Linked DNA regions of Sus scrofa: region 2 is linked to region 1. A link is a contact called in public HiChIP or PLAC-seq data. All regions are on one chromosome and are shown on one strand. The core of a region is the stretch at or near the end of the contact, and the rest is flanking DNA. Distances in the headings are between cores, read along the strand shown.

Evidence for each region. HiChIP or PLAC-seq counts read pairs in DNA pulled down with a chosen protein or histone mark.
Region 2: a contact with region 1 is called in an H3K27ac HiChIP or PLAC-seq map of alveolar macrophages. The contact joins the promoter of APEX1 here to the promoter of RNASE10 in region 1. A contact is called at or near these places in 1 of 47 Hi-C or Micro-C datasets (blood) and 1 of 2 datasets of contacts at active chromatin or transcription factors (alveolar macrophages).

The regions. Positions count from the first base shown.
Region 1 is chr7:78,390,837-78,397,265 of Sscrofa11.1, reverse strand. RNASE10 (ribonuclease A family member 10 (inactive)) reads left to right here and starts at 3,231. Exons shown (of 2, transcript NM_001007111.1): 1 at 3,231-3,282; 2 at 5,059-5,808. The coding sequence starts at 5,064. The coding sequence ends at 5,705.
Region 2 is chr7:78,451,430-78,457,858 of Sscrofa11.1, reverse strand. It overlaps APEX1 (apurinic/apyrimidinic endodeoxyribonuclease 1), which reads left to right and starts at 3,858. Exons shown (of 4, transcript NM_001139471.1): 1 at 3,858-4,047; 2 at 4,248-4,435; 3 at 4,880-5,072; 4 at 5,217-6,010. The coding sequence starts at 3,990. The coding sequence ends at 5,734. It overlaps OSGEP (probable tRNA N6-adenosine threonylcarbamoyltransferase), which reads right to left and starts at 3,192. Exons shown (of 10, transcript XM_013989066.2): 1 at 2,894-3,192; 2 at 823-942; 3 at 453-628. The coding sequence starts at 3,008. TMEM55B (type 1 phosphatidylinositol 4,5-bisphosphate 4-phosphatase) reads right to left here. Exons shown (of 7, transcript XM_003356721.5): 7 at 6,098-6,429.

The sequences.
Region 1 (6,429 bases), core at 1,982-4,481:
TAGAAAGACAAAAAGACAAAATAAATAAGTAAGTAAATAAAATAAAACACCAACCTTCTCCTGAGACTCAGTCTCCTCCAGTCTTGTGACTTTATACCCAGGCCTATGCTGATGTCTCCCAAATGTGCATCTCCAGCTCTGCCTCCTTTGAACTCTAGACTCCTATGTTTACTATGTTCAATTGTCATCTGACATCTTAACTTGCAATTTTCTTTTTTCTTTTTTGTGACATATGGAGCTCAGGGTTAGGGATCAGATCTGAGCTGCAGTTGTGACCTATGTCACTAGATCCTTTAACCCACTGTGCCAGGCCAGGGATTGAACTTGCCTCATGGCATTGCAGAGACATCACCAATCCCGTTATGCCACAGTGAGAACTCCTCAACTTTTAATCGACATGTTACATTTAGCATCAATACAGGGTTAGGTGGGGTGGGAGGAAACTGCAAGGATGTACATCAAAATGTAAATGACAGTCTTGATGAGACTCTTGTGTGTGTTGCTTTATAGTATTATGCACACATTTTATAATGAGCATTAACGCTTGAAAAAACTTTTTTTATTTTGCAATAGTAATTGATTCAAAGATAGTACACAGAGATCCCGTGTATCCTTCGCCTGGTTTCCTCTATTGATTACATCTTACCTGTCTATAGTATAATATCAAAACCAGGAAATGAACATTAGTATAATGTCTGTGTGTTTATGTGTGTGTACTTTTGTGTCATTTTATTTCATGTGTAGATTCATGTAACTACCACAGCAGTCAAGGTACAGAACTAGGAGTTCCTATTGTGGCTCAGCAAAAACAATCTGACTGCTGATAATGAGGATGCAGGTTTGATACCTGGCCTCACTCAGTGGGCTAAAGATCCGGCGTTGCCGTGAGCTGTGGTGTAGGTGGCAGAGGTGGCTCGGATCTGTCATTGCTGTGGCTGTGGCATAGGCCAGTGGCTATAGCTCCCATTCGACTCCTAGCCTGGGAACCTCCATATGCCACAGGTGCAGCTCTAAAAAGACAAAAAGAAAAAAAGATACAGAACCATTTAATCACTACAAATATCTCCCTTGTGCTACCTCTTTAGAGTCACACCTGTATTCTTATCCCTCCCATCCTAAGCCCTGGCAAACAATACTATATTCTCCATGTCATGTAAATGGAATTACACAGTCATGACCATTTGATATTATTATAATTTCACTCAGAATAGTGCCCTTGAGCTCTATCCAGGTTGTCAGGTGTATAGGTATTCCATGGGGTACAAGTACCACAGTTTGTTCAGCCCTTCACTTATTGAAAGATAATTGAGTTGTTTTCTAGATTTTGGTTGGTATGAATAAAACTGCTGTGAATAGTCATGTAGAAGTTTTTGTGTGGATATATGGGGTTTTTTGTTTGTTTGTTTTGGTCTTTTTAGGATCAGACCCACGGCATATGGAGGTTCCCGGACTAGGGGTCAAATCGGAGCTACAGCTGCCGGCCTACAACGCCAGATCCAAGCTGCATCTGCGACCTATACCACAGTTCACAGCAATGCTAGGTCCTTAACCCACTGAGCAAGGCCAGGGATTGAACCTTCGACCTCATGGATACTAGTCAGATTTGTTTCCACTGAGCCATGGTGGGAACTCTGATATATGTTTTTGTTTCTCTGGGATAAATGACCAGGAGTGTGATTGCTGGGTTGTATAATTGTATGTCTAGTATTTTCAGAATCTGCCAAATTTTCTAGCATGACTGTATCATTTTACATTCCCACCAGCAAGGTATGAGAGATCCAGTTCCACTGCATCCTTATCAGTATTTGATCTTATCACTTTTTTTTTGGCTGTGTCTTTAGCATGCAGAAGTTCCCAGGCTGAATCTGAACCACAGCAGTGATCAGTGCCACTGCAGTGACAATGCCAGATCCTTAACAGCTGAGCCACACAGGAACTCCTATCACTATTTTTCGATTTTAGTCATTCTCTGCGGAATGCAGTGATATCTCTCTGCTGTGGATCTCTGGAGTTCTTTCTGTGCAGTCCTGTCCCCTCTGGTTACTTTACAGTGGACTTGAGTGGCCTTTACTTCCTTGGACTCCCAATTCCATCTCCTCAACTCAGAAAGGCTAATAGAGGGAGTTCTTGTTCTGGCTCAGTGGTAACAAACATGACTAGTATCCATGAGGATGCGGGTTCCATCCCTGGCCTCGCCCATTGGGTTAAGGATCTGGCTTTGCCACAAGCTGTGGTCAGAGATGCAGCTCTGATTCAGCCCCTAGTCTGGGAATTCCCATATGCTGCAGGTGCAGCCCTAAAATAAAGAAAAAAGTTGCCTCATGATGTCACTTTCAGCTAAAGTGAGTAGACTCATCATTACAACCCTCCTGGTTTTACTTACCCATGGGGAATGATAGCGATGGTGCTGCTTTGGGTAATCTCATATTTAGGGCTCAGTTATTGGCTTTCCAAAACTTGATATGTGGTTATTGGCTGTGAGTTGAAAAGATAGAGAGTGAAGGGCTGGGATAGGCCTCATCAGTAAAGATATGTAAAAATTCATCATTGACTCAGATACTCTAAATCTTCTAACGACATCATGGTACAGTTCTAAAATGTGAAAATCAAAATAATCACTTTGAAGGGATGACCTAAATACAGGCCAAAGATCTTTTTTTTTTTTTTTGAATTCAATGAATTTTACATTTATAGTTGTATAGCCATCATCACAACTCAGTTTTACAACATTTCCATCCCAAACCCACCGCCCATTCCCCCCTACGCAACCTGTTTCTTTTGGTAACCATAAGTTTTTCGAAGTCTGTGAAGGCCAAAGATCTTGACATTTCAGAAATGACAGGGAAGGGTTAAAGGAAGTTTGTGCAGAGACTATGAGGAAATGACTTGGTTTGAAATTTATAAGGAAGTTCAGGCTACTATAAACCACAGGATAGTGGGTGTAACTCAGGCGTGGAACAATTGATTGGAAAACAAAGCTGTCTGCAGTTTCCCAGGCTGGAGACATTTCCTGTCTTGGATGTCTGGATCTGTTTCAATGTCCAAACAGACTTACTTCAAAGTGTTTATGGGAGCAGAAAGGACAGTTGGCTGCGTGCATTTATTGAGTGCTGGGCCGGGGGCATGGTAATGGGGTTGGGCGTAGGAAGTAAGTCTGGGTTTAAGAGCACATGGATCACAAGGGGATATCCATTTTTCTGCAGACCAGCATCCAGAGAAGGAAACCCTGGGAGGGAAGAACTTGGGAAATAGGAGGACGAGAGCATCTTTGAAGATACTTAGGTATGTAGGTGAGTCACAGTGGTGATGGGTGCTCCAGAGAACAACATGGGGAATTCTCTCTCTTTTTAAAGAATTAAACAATTTTTGAAATATTTCAACTTTAAAGAAAAGTTATAACAACAATACAAGGAACTCCTAAATGCCCTTTATCCAGACACAATTTTTTTTTTTTTTTTTTTTTTTGTCTTTTCTAGGGCCACACTCGTGGCATATGGAGGTTCCTAGGCTAGGGGTCTAATCAGAGCTGTAGCCGCCGGCCTACACCACAGCCACAGCAACGCCAGGTCCGAGCCATGTCTGCGACCTACACCACAGCTCACGGCAACGCCAGATCCTTAACCCACTGAGCAAACACAATATTTTAAAAATTTATTTCCCTCATTAAAACAGTTTTTCTTTCTCACTCTGTAAACACACATGTACACACATACATATAATATCTATTTTGAACCTTGGAGAGTAAGTTGCCAATATCATGCCCCTCTGCATCTTAATATTTCAGGATTCATTTTCTAAAAACAAATATATTCCCTTAAACAATCAGGGTACATTTCAGATTCAATATATCAAACACTGATATAATACTCCTATCTACTCGACTGACAATATTCTAATAGTATCAATTGTCTCAAAGATGTTCTTTATAGCAATATTTTTTCTGGTAGGGGAAATCTATCTCTTTTTTTTTTTGTCTATGCTGGCAGCATGCAGAAGTTCCCAGACCAGGAACTGAACTCAAGCCATAGTAGTGACAATATTGGATCCTTCACCTGCCGAGCCCTAAGGGACCTCTGGGAAGGTCTCTCTTTGATGGGGGCATGAGACTGCCAGAGCAGAATGAAAACTTGTGCTCTTTCTCTCAGTCTCATTAGAATCTTTATTAGTAGGGGATCTCCAGTGGGTCAGTTGTTTGGTTTTTTTTGGTTTCATTCTTTTTTTTTTTTTTTCATGTTCTCTTTAAGAGTACAAAAATTAATCAGCAAGAAATACCCAAATGCTAAGAGAGCTGTAGTAGTAGAAATGAATCTGCCATGACAAGATGTGTTTTAGCAAGATGAAATTGATTATTCCCCACCAACCTCAGTTTAGGTGTGAGAATGGACTAGAGTACTTTTCCTATTCTTTTTGATCTTTTTTTTGGGGGGGGGTAGCAGGGAAAATAAAACATACTTGAATGAACAAAAATAAATTTGAGATAAAAAGAGGAAGATGGTCTCCTATGGTAATTCTAGTCTTTTACTGAGAATAAGACATCTTAAAAGAATTTCTCGCAAGGAAAGAATGACACTGTACTTTTCTTCTTACTCTTTCCTTTTTGGAAGGAGCTAATTTCTGTTTAAGAGTCAATTGAAATTTGCAGTTCTCCTGGGGCATGAATTAAGGATCTGGCATTGCCACTGTAGTGACTGGGGTTGTGCTGTGGCTCAGGTTCCATCCCTGCCTCGAGAACTTTCACAAGCCACAGGTGTGGTGAAAAAAAAGTCAGTGGATGTCAGCTTTCCCCACTGATTCCCCATCTGTGAGTCAGTTGCAAAACTGATTCCACTGGTCATCTTTCAGTTCTGCTACATCCAAATGTTATTACACAGCAACAGGGAACGTGATGGGGAGGAACAGGAGAAATAGGAAAGGATCTCTGCCTTGGGGGGAGTGGACGATGTGGAGAAGGGAGAAGAGACCCCAAAGACTATGCCGTCAGGGTTTAGGAGAGTCTAGGATCGCTACTGGAGCCAGGTTTCTCAAAGTTGGTCCTTCTGTTTCCCTCCTCCTTTCTAGGCGAAATGAAGCTGACTCTGGTGCAGTTCTTCTTCATGATGTTGCTGCTGCTGCTGGGTCTGGGGGTGGGCCTGGGGTTGGGACTTCAGATGGCTGCAGCAGTCCTGGAGGAAAGTGATCAGCTACTGAGTGAGTTTCAGTCCAGTGACTCACAGGACAAGACTCAGGCCACTAAGAAGGGAGCGGGCACCCGAACCATGGAAACCCTGCTGCTTAGTGACAATGTAGTGATGCAACCAGAAGAGACCATCCTTAGTGAAGACGAAGTTGGAGGAAACAAGATGCTCAGAGCTCAGGCTTTCTCCCAGAGCTACCCAAACTATCTCAGGTCTGACCTGATGGATAGGGAATGCAATACCCTGATGGCAAAGAAGATGAAACCGTACAATCACACATGCATATCCCAGTACATATTCATCCATGAGGAACCAGATGAAATCAAAGCTGTCTGTAAGAGTCCTCCTGTTGCCTGTGAGCTCAAGGGAGGCAAGTGTCACAAAAGCGCCCGTCCTTTTGATTTGACATTCTGCAAGTTATCCAAACCAGGCCAAGTCACTCCTCACTGTAATTATGTAACTTTCCTTCTTGAAAAGCACATTTTGATATCCTGTAATGACATGAAAGTCCAGGTAATGTCTGGATCATGAAGCAACTTCTCTTCTTCACTTTCTCATCTTTGTCTTTCTCTCCACTTGCTCTTTTTCATGCAGTTTTCCTCCTTAGGTATTCTGCCAAAAAAAAAAAAAAAAATTCTCTTTTTTGGGGAAGAGAGGTTAGCCTATTCTTTATTACATATGAAAATATAAATCTTCTTTGCCCTAGAGTTCACCCAACTTGCATTTTGTTCCTGGGATTAGAGGCTGTAGAACAGGGTGATGAAACGGCTTTGGTCTCTCCTATAATCCTGGTCATCAGTCTGTTCCCTAGTCTGGCGGCCTTTAGGTTAGGTATGGAACACAAGAGTTTAATGCATCCTTTACCCGTGTCCTTCCCTGCTACCCACTGTGAACCCCTGGGGCAATCACATAAACCTCTGGGGGTTCCCACGCAGCACTTTTGCAGATGCAAATTAAAGTGATTCAACCTGTGACTGCATCTGGCCCCTGCATCTGGCATCGGGTTTCTTTTCCTGGCCCCTAGGTGTAGGGTCTGCTACTGAGGTGCTATGGTGGTGCAGACTGAGATAGAACATGTCCTGGGCAGGGACAGCACTTGTTTTCTCGACCCTTCTTCCCCTTTTTCTTTTGCCTCCCATCTTTTACTATCTGCCGTTTTGTATCTTCCTTTCTCTCCCTTTGTTTCTCCACCTCCCCGCTTTCTTCTGGTCTCCCTTTCCTCTTCTTTTTGGGCTCTCCCGGTTCTTTGAATCCT
Region 2 (6,429 bases), core at 2,609-5,108, 60 kb before region 1:
GGGGTGCTGCTCCTGGCTGGACATCATGAAAATACTGATGATAGCATCTCAGACTAATCCGACAGCCATGCTCTGGTGGTTGCAACTGACTGCTATCCTTACAAAGTGATATCCACCACAGACAAGAAGAAAATCACCAAGAGATCAAAGATAAAGTCTTTTGTGAGAGTTCATAACTATAATCAACTCATCTCCACCAGGTCTTCTGTGGATACTCCCTTGGAAAACCTATTGTGTACAATGATGTTTTCAGAGACCCTGCTCTTAAATGCATGGCCCAACAAGACGCCAAGGTTAAGTCTGAGGAAAGATACAAGACCAGCCAGAACAAAAGGTTCTTCCAGAACCTTTCTACAACACGTGGTTTTAGACGTGTTTCGTTTCAATCTTAAAAATAACCAAAAATCTCTAAAGAAAAAAAAAAAGAAGGAATAATGAAGTACTCTAAATACCTGTGTATTTCCTCCACTGACATACAGCACAGTTGGGCTGGTGGCTCCAGTGATGAGGCGGCCCATCTCAATGTGGCCTATGCAATGGTTAACACCCACCAATGGCTTATTCCACAACTGGGCAATAGTACGCGCCACAACAGCCACAGAAACCAATGGGGCACCCATACCAGGACCTAGGGAGATAAAAATGGGAGTTAGAATCCAATAGGGATCGGGATAAACAGAACTGGGAGAAAAGGAGGTGTGAGAGGTGGGGTGGGGTGGTGGCAGTAGCAGAGATGGTGGCAGTAATAGAGGCTGCAGCCTATTTTGACCATGCTAGGTTCCAGGTATATCCTTCTTTTGTTGACCACTCTCCCGGCCATACCTTTAGTATACGCAATGCAATCAATATCTTGTGAAGTTAATCCAGCCTCTGTTAGTGCCTCCTGCAGCAGGTCCAGGATAACAGCTCTGTGGTGCCTGGCAGTATCACCTGGAAGGAATCCTAGAAGATGGACATAAGTCAGAAATCATGGGGTCCTTCTACAGAAAGGTAGGTAGAAGTCAAAAACAGACATTTGGAGTTCCCGTCGTGGCGCAGTGGTTAACGAATCCGACTAGGAACCATGAGGTTGCGGGTTCGGTCCCTGCCCTTGCTCAGTGTGTTAACGATCCGGCATTGCCGTGAGCTGTGGTGTAGACTGCAGACGTGGCTCGGATCCTGTGTTGCTGTGGCTCTGGTGTAGGCTAGTGGCTACAGCTCCGATTAGACCCCTAGCCTGGGAACCTCCATATGCCGTGGGAGCGGCCCCAAAGAAATAGCAAAAAAAAAAAAAAAAAAAAAGAAAAAAACAGACATTTTAGTAGGGTAGGAAGAGTCCCTTTCACTTTCCTCAAGCATCCTGTCTTCTATGTTTTCAGATAGTTTTTCCAGCCTGTTCAGCTAGACTTACAGCTCTCAGAAATGCCCTCCTTCATACCCAACTCCTACTTAGCCTTTAGTACTCAATTCAAGTGATGCCTACCTCATATGTTTTGGTGATCTTGTGACCCTACAAGCCTGTGCATGATCACATCACTGTATTAACACACTACATGTAACACAGTAATCACAGCATTACTATTATTTGTAATTTTCCCAGTTTAACCACAATTATCTCAAAGCACTAGCTACTTTATTTTTGTACACTTGGTGCCAAAATGTCTAGAAGAGTGAGTGTTAAACACACGTATATATTTGGAGTTCCCACCGTGGCGCAGTGGTTAACAATCTGACTAGGAACCATGAGGTTTTGGGTTTGATCCCTGGCCTTGCTGAGTGGGTTAAGGATCCGGTGTTGCTGTGAGCTGTGGTGTAGGTCGCAGACGTGGCTTGGATCCTGCATTGCTGTAGCTCTGGCATAGGCCGGTGGATGCAGCTCCAATTGGACCCCTAGCCTGGGAACTTCCATATGCTGCAGGAAGCGGCCCTAGAAAAGACCAAAAAACAAAAAACAAACAAAAACATACATATATATTTCAAATGAGTAATCTGTCACAACATCACCCGACTTTCAGAGAGACTTTTCCGGTATATGCAAACCTCCCATGTATGCAGGTGTTTGGGGGGAGGTTATGCAAGACACAACATAACTTACAAATAACATTTCTAAAAGTGGTAATGGGGAGTTCCCATCCTGGCTCAGTGGTTAAGAATCCCACTAGGAACCATGAGGTTGTGGGTTTGGTCCCTGCCCTTGCTCAGTGGGTTAACGATCCGGCGTTGCAGTGAGCTGTGGTGTAGGTTGCAGACGCGGCTCGGATCCCACGTTGCTGTGGCTCTGGCATAGGCCGGTGGCTACAGCTCCGATTCGACCCCTAGCCTGGGAACCTCCATATGCCTTGGAAGCGGCCCAAGAAATAGCAAAAAGACCAAAAAAAAAAAAAAAAAAAAAAAGTTAAAAGTGGTAATGTGTCTGGTGTTTTAATTCTCAAGTACACAAAGAAACATATTATCATTCCCTTTTAAGAATAAGGAAAAGAAGTCCAAAACCAAAGACTGAATATTGAAAAGCAAGCCAGTTCTGGTACTTAAGCTGGGAATCTTTACATTATTTCTCATTCTAGAATATTTTGATTGCATCTACGTTATACTGTTTATAACACCGTAGTGTAAGTTCTGCTTTTATGTCCAGCTCCACAGCAGGATTATACATCTATTTTTGTATTCAGCAGCCAGTTTACAACTGACACATAAAAGGAGCTCAATAAAGGCTGAACGAACTCAGAAGATCCAGATCCAAGTGTCTGTGACTCCTCAAACCATCAGCCTTGTAATGCTAATACTGTCACACAATCTCAGAGTCGGATCAAAAATTGAGGGGACAATGCGCTCCACGCCCTGCTTCACTAACGTTCAGGAAGATGGACGGTGACGGAGAAGCTCGCCGCAAATGACAAGTTTCCTACTAGCGTACCTGTACCCGGAGGCGTGACGTAAGTGCGCCGAGGGTTCGCCAGCACGGTGCCATCCCGCACCACTCCCACGCCAATCTTGTTGGCGCTGCCTTCAAAACCCAACACCGCCGGCATGGCCGAGCCTGGGAGGAAACGCCGGCAGGGCCCCTAGCTACTACTGGAGCCGTAGAGCCTTCACCAATCCGCGCTGGAATGCAGAAGCCAGGTCTCAAAGGAAGAAAACGAGTTCGCGGCTACCAACCGCGCACCAGGACACCAAACAAGTCCCGCGTTTAGCGCGCGGGCCCTCCCCTCGCATCAAGGTCCCCTCGAGGGCCTGTTCTCTTAATTGCCAGGGACCTTGAGCCGGCATCTGCTCGTTAAATTCCTTTCTGCTTCTCTGCCTCTCTCCCATGGTCCAACCCAGCCTTCTCCACTGATTTTGTTCCCTCCTGCACAGCTTTGGGATCTCCGGTCGGGGCGGCAGTAGGAGTCAAGAATCTGGCACATCGATAAACAGCCCGAGAACGGAGAGCTGGGGCCCTCAGTGCCCTGGAGACACAGAGAACTGAGGCAAGGCTGAGCTTTCGGCCACGTGGCACTAACAGACCAATCATCCGCCTTCCTTCGCCTCCAGACACGCATCTCAGATCACGTGACCACACCAGTTACCACGTGGGGACACAGCGTGTTCCATTCTTTGTGCTGGGGTGAGGAGGAGCTTGACTAGACTCAAGCAGGTCAGTTACAGAGGTGCTCTTCTTTTACCCATCATAGGGGCTTCTCTGGACGTCTGATCGGCAAGCCTGAGTCAGGATTTTTAATTAAGTCCCTGGATTGTCCTGAGGCCCAATATCGTGAGGAGGGTACAAGGCAGTATGAAATGATCTAGTCTTGAGGGTGAGGGTCCGAAAGGCGGACAGTGCATGGAGGCGGGGAAAGAATTCGGAGATAACGTGGTTTGAAGGGCGGGACCTGGTGCGGGGGCGCTCTAGAGAGGAGTCTTTCCCCAGCCCTAGCAGGTTTCACGACTTTTTTGCGTCTGTAGGCAACGCGGTAGAAACACTGCTTCGGTGGGCGACGTGGAACTGCTACAGAAGGGCGTTTATTACAGTGATGCCGAAACGTGGGAAAAAAGCCGCGGTGGCAGAAGATGGGGATGAGCCCAAGTCTGGTAAGAGAGTGAAATGGGCCCCCTCTCCGTTTAAGCGGCGGTGGAGATCTCCGTAATTCCCTTGATGAGCGGGAAGTACAGACCATTTGATTCATTTTTGCAGTTTGTGAAGAAGTCGCGGCAACTGCAGGTTCTCAGTAACTGTATATTTAGCTCCGGATCAAAGTTAAAATACCGCCAACGTTTATCTTATTTTATAGAGCCAGAAGCCAAGAAGAGTAAGGCGGGAGCAAAGAAAACCGAAAAAGAGGCAGCAGGTGATGGGGCAGTCCTGTATGAGGACCCCCCAGATCAGAAAACCTCACCCAGTGGCAAATCAGCCACACTCAAAATCTGCTCCTGGAATGTGGATGGGCTTCGAGCTTGGATTAAGAAAAAAGGTTTAGATGTAAGTGGAATGAAGGGAAGGGTAGAAACCGATCTTGGGGTTTAATTACCTTCTCCTATTTCTGTCCCCAGCACTTAGGTTTAATTCTGTCGGTAGTTTTCTTATGGGAGAGGTACAAGGTTTTCACCAAGTCATACCACTTGTATTTCTTAAATGTCATTAGGACAGTTCTACTGTCATTGTCTTGTTTAATGTCATCTCTTCCATAACTAAGGCTTAGAAAACCTCAGCTAGCTCTCCAGTGCCTATAAGGGAAAACAAACTTTTCAGTGTTGTATGTAACACTTTCTTGCCTCCCTGCCACTTATGCAGTTAATAACTGTTTAAATATTGTGACTTAAATTCCTTATGCAGAGACTGTGTCTTACCTGTGTACCTCTAGTACTTAGCATAGATTCTTTAGTAAATCTTCTGAATTGATAATACCTTTCATTTTGCTCACAGTGGGTAAAGGAAGAAGCCCCAGATATCCTGTGCCTCCAAGAGACCAAATGTTCAGAGAACAAACTGCCAGCTGAACTTCAAGAGCTGTCTGGACTACCCCATCAGTACTGGTCAGCTCCTTCTGACAAGGAAGGGTACAGTGGTGTGGGCCTGCTCTCCCGCCAGTGCCCACTCAAAGTCTCCTATGGCATTGGTGAGACCTTGTTGATTTCTAAACCCCAAGCTCTTCTAAACCAATTGCTTGTATCCTGTTCCAGCCCCAGTTCTTCATTCCTTTGTTCTCTGCTGTGCCTTTTCTTAAGCTCCTTTTTTGCTAATTGTTTTATCATCTCTGTAGGTGAGGAGGAACATGATCAGGAAGGCCGAGTGATTGTGGCTGAATTTGATGCATTTGTGCTGGTGACAGCCTATGTACCCAATGCAGGCCGAGGTCTGGTACGCCTGGAGTACCGCCAGCGCTGGGATGAAGCCTTTCGCAAATTCCTGAAGGGTCTGGCCTCCCACAAGCCCCTTGTGCTCTGTGGGGACCTTAATGTGGCTCATGAAGAAATTGACCTTCGCAACCCAAAGGGAAACAAAAAGAATGCTGGCTTCACTCCACAGGAACGTCAAGGCTTTGGGGAATTGCTGCAGGCTGTGCCACTGGCTGACAGTTTCCGGCACCTCTACCCCAACACGGCGTATGCCTACACCTTTTGGACCTACATGATGAATGCGCGATCTAAAAATGTTGGATGGCGGCTTGATTATTTTTTGTTGTCTCACTCTCTGTTGCCTGCATTGTGTGACAGCAAGATCCGTTCCAAGGCTCTGGGTAGTGACCACTGTCCCATTACTCTATACCTAGCACTGTGACCTTTCCCCAAATCAGTTTGAGCCTGGGATATAAGCCAATCAAACTAGCTTTAAACTTCTTACGCCCAAACTTCTTAAAAACTGCTCTCTAGAGAAATCTGCACTGTATTTTCCTTCTCAACTGCAGCTTTTAACCAGGCTTCTAGTAACAGATGTAGGTTTCCTTTAAACCCAAGGATTTTTGTGTGTGTTGGGATGTCTTTTTTTTTTTTAATATTAAAAACTACTGATGAGTTCCTTTGAAATGCCCATGTGAAAATAAAAAGCCATAGTTTCAGCATTGCTGTCTTTGTATTCTACCCCTTTGTGGGGCTACAAATTCCCTTCATGTTTTCATACACACAGATTTAACAACTGGAAAAAGACAGTCATGACCTTATTTATTTACAAGCACAGGATGAGTCCCTAACCTCTCCCATGACAGAGCAACCCTACCCAGCCCAGTTAAATACTTCAACTGGGGGGTAAGGCTGAAAGGAGGAATTATGGGAAATTCAGGACCAGGGGACCATACCCCACATTAAATAGTTATATACATCAGTTCCTGTGGTTCTGTACAGAGCAGCGGCTGACCCCACCCCCACAGGACACAGAATGGGGGGAGAGGAGACTGAGGGTGCTGAGACCAGAGCCAGCCCCTGGTGAAGTGCAATAGCAGCAGCAAGGTCCTAATGGTGCACACAAGGGAGGGAGAC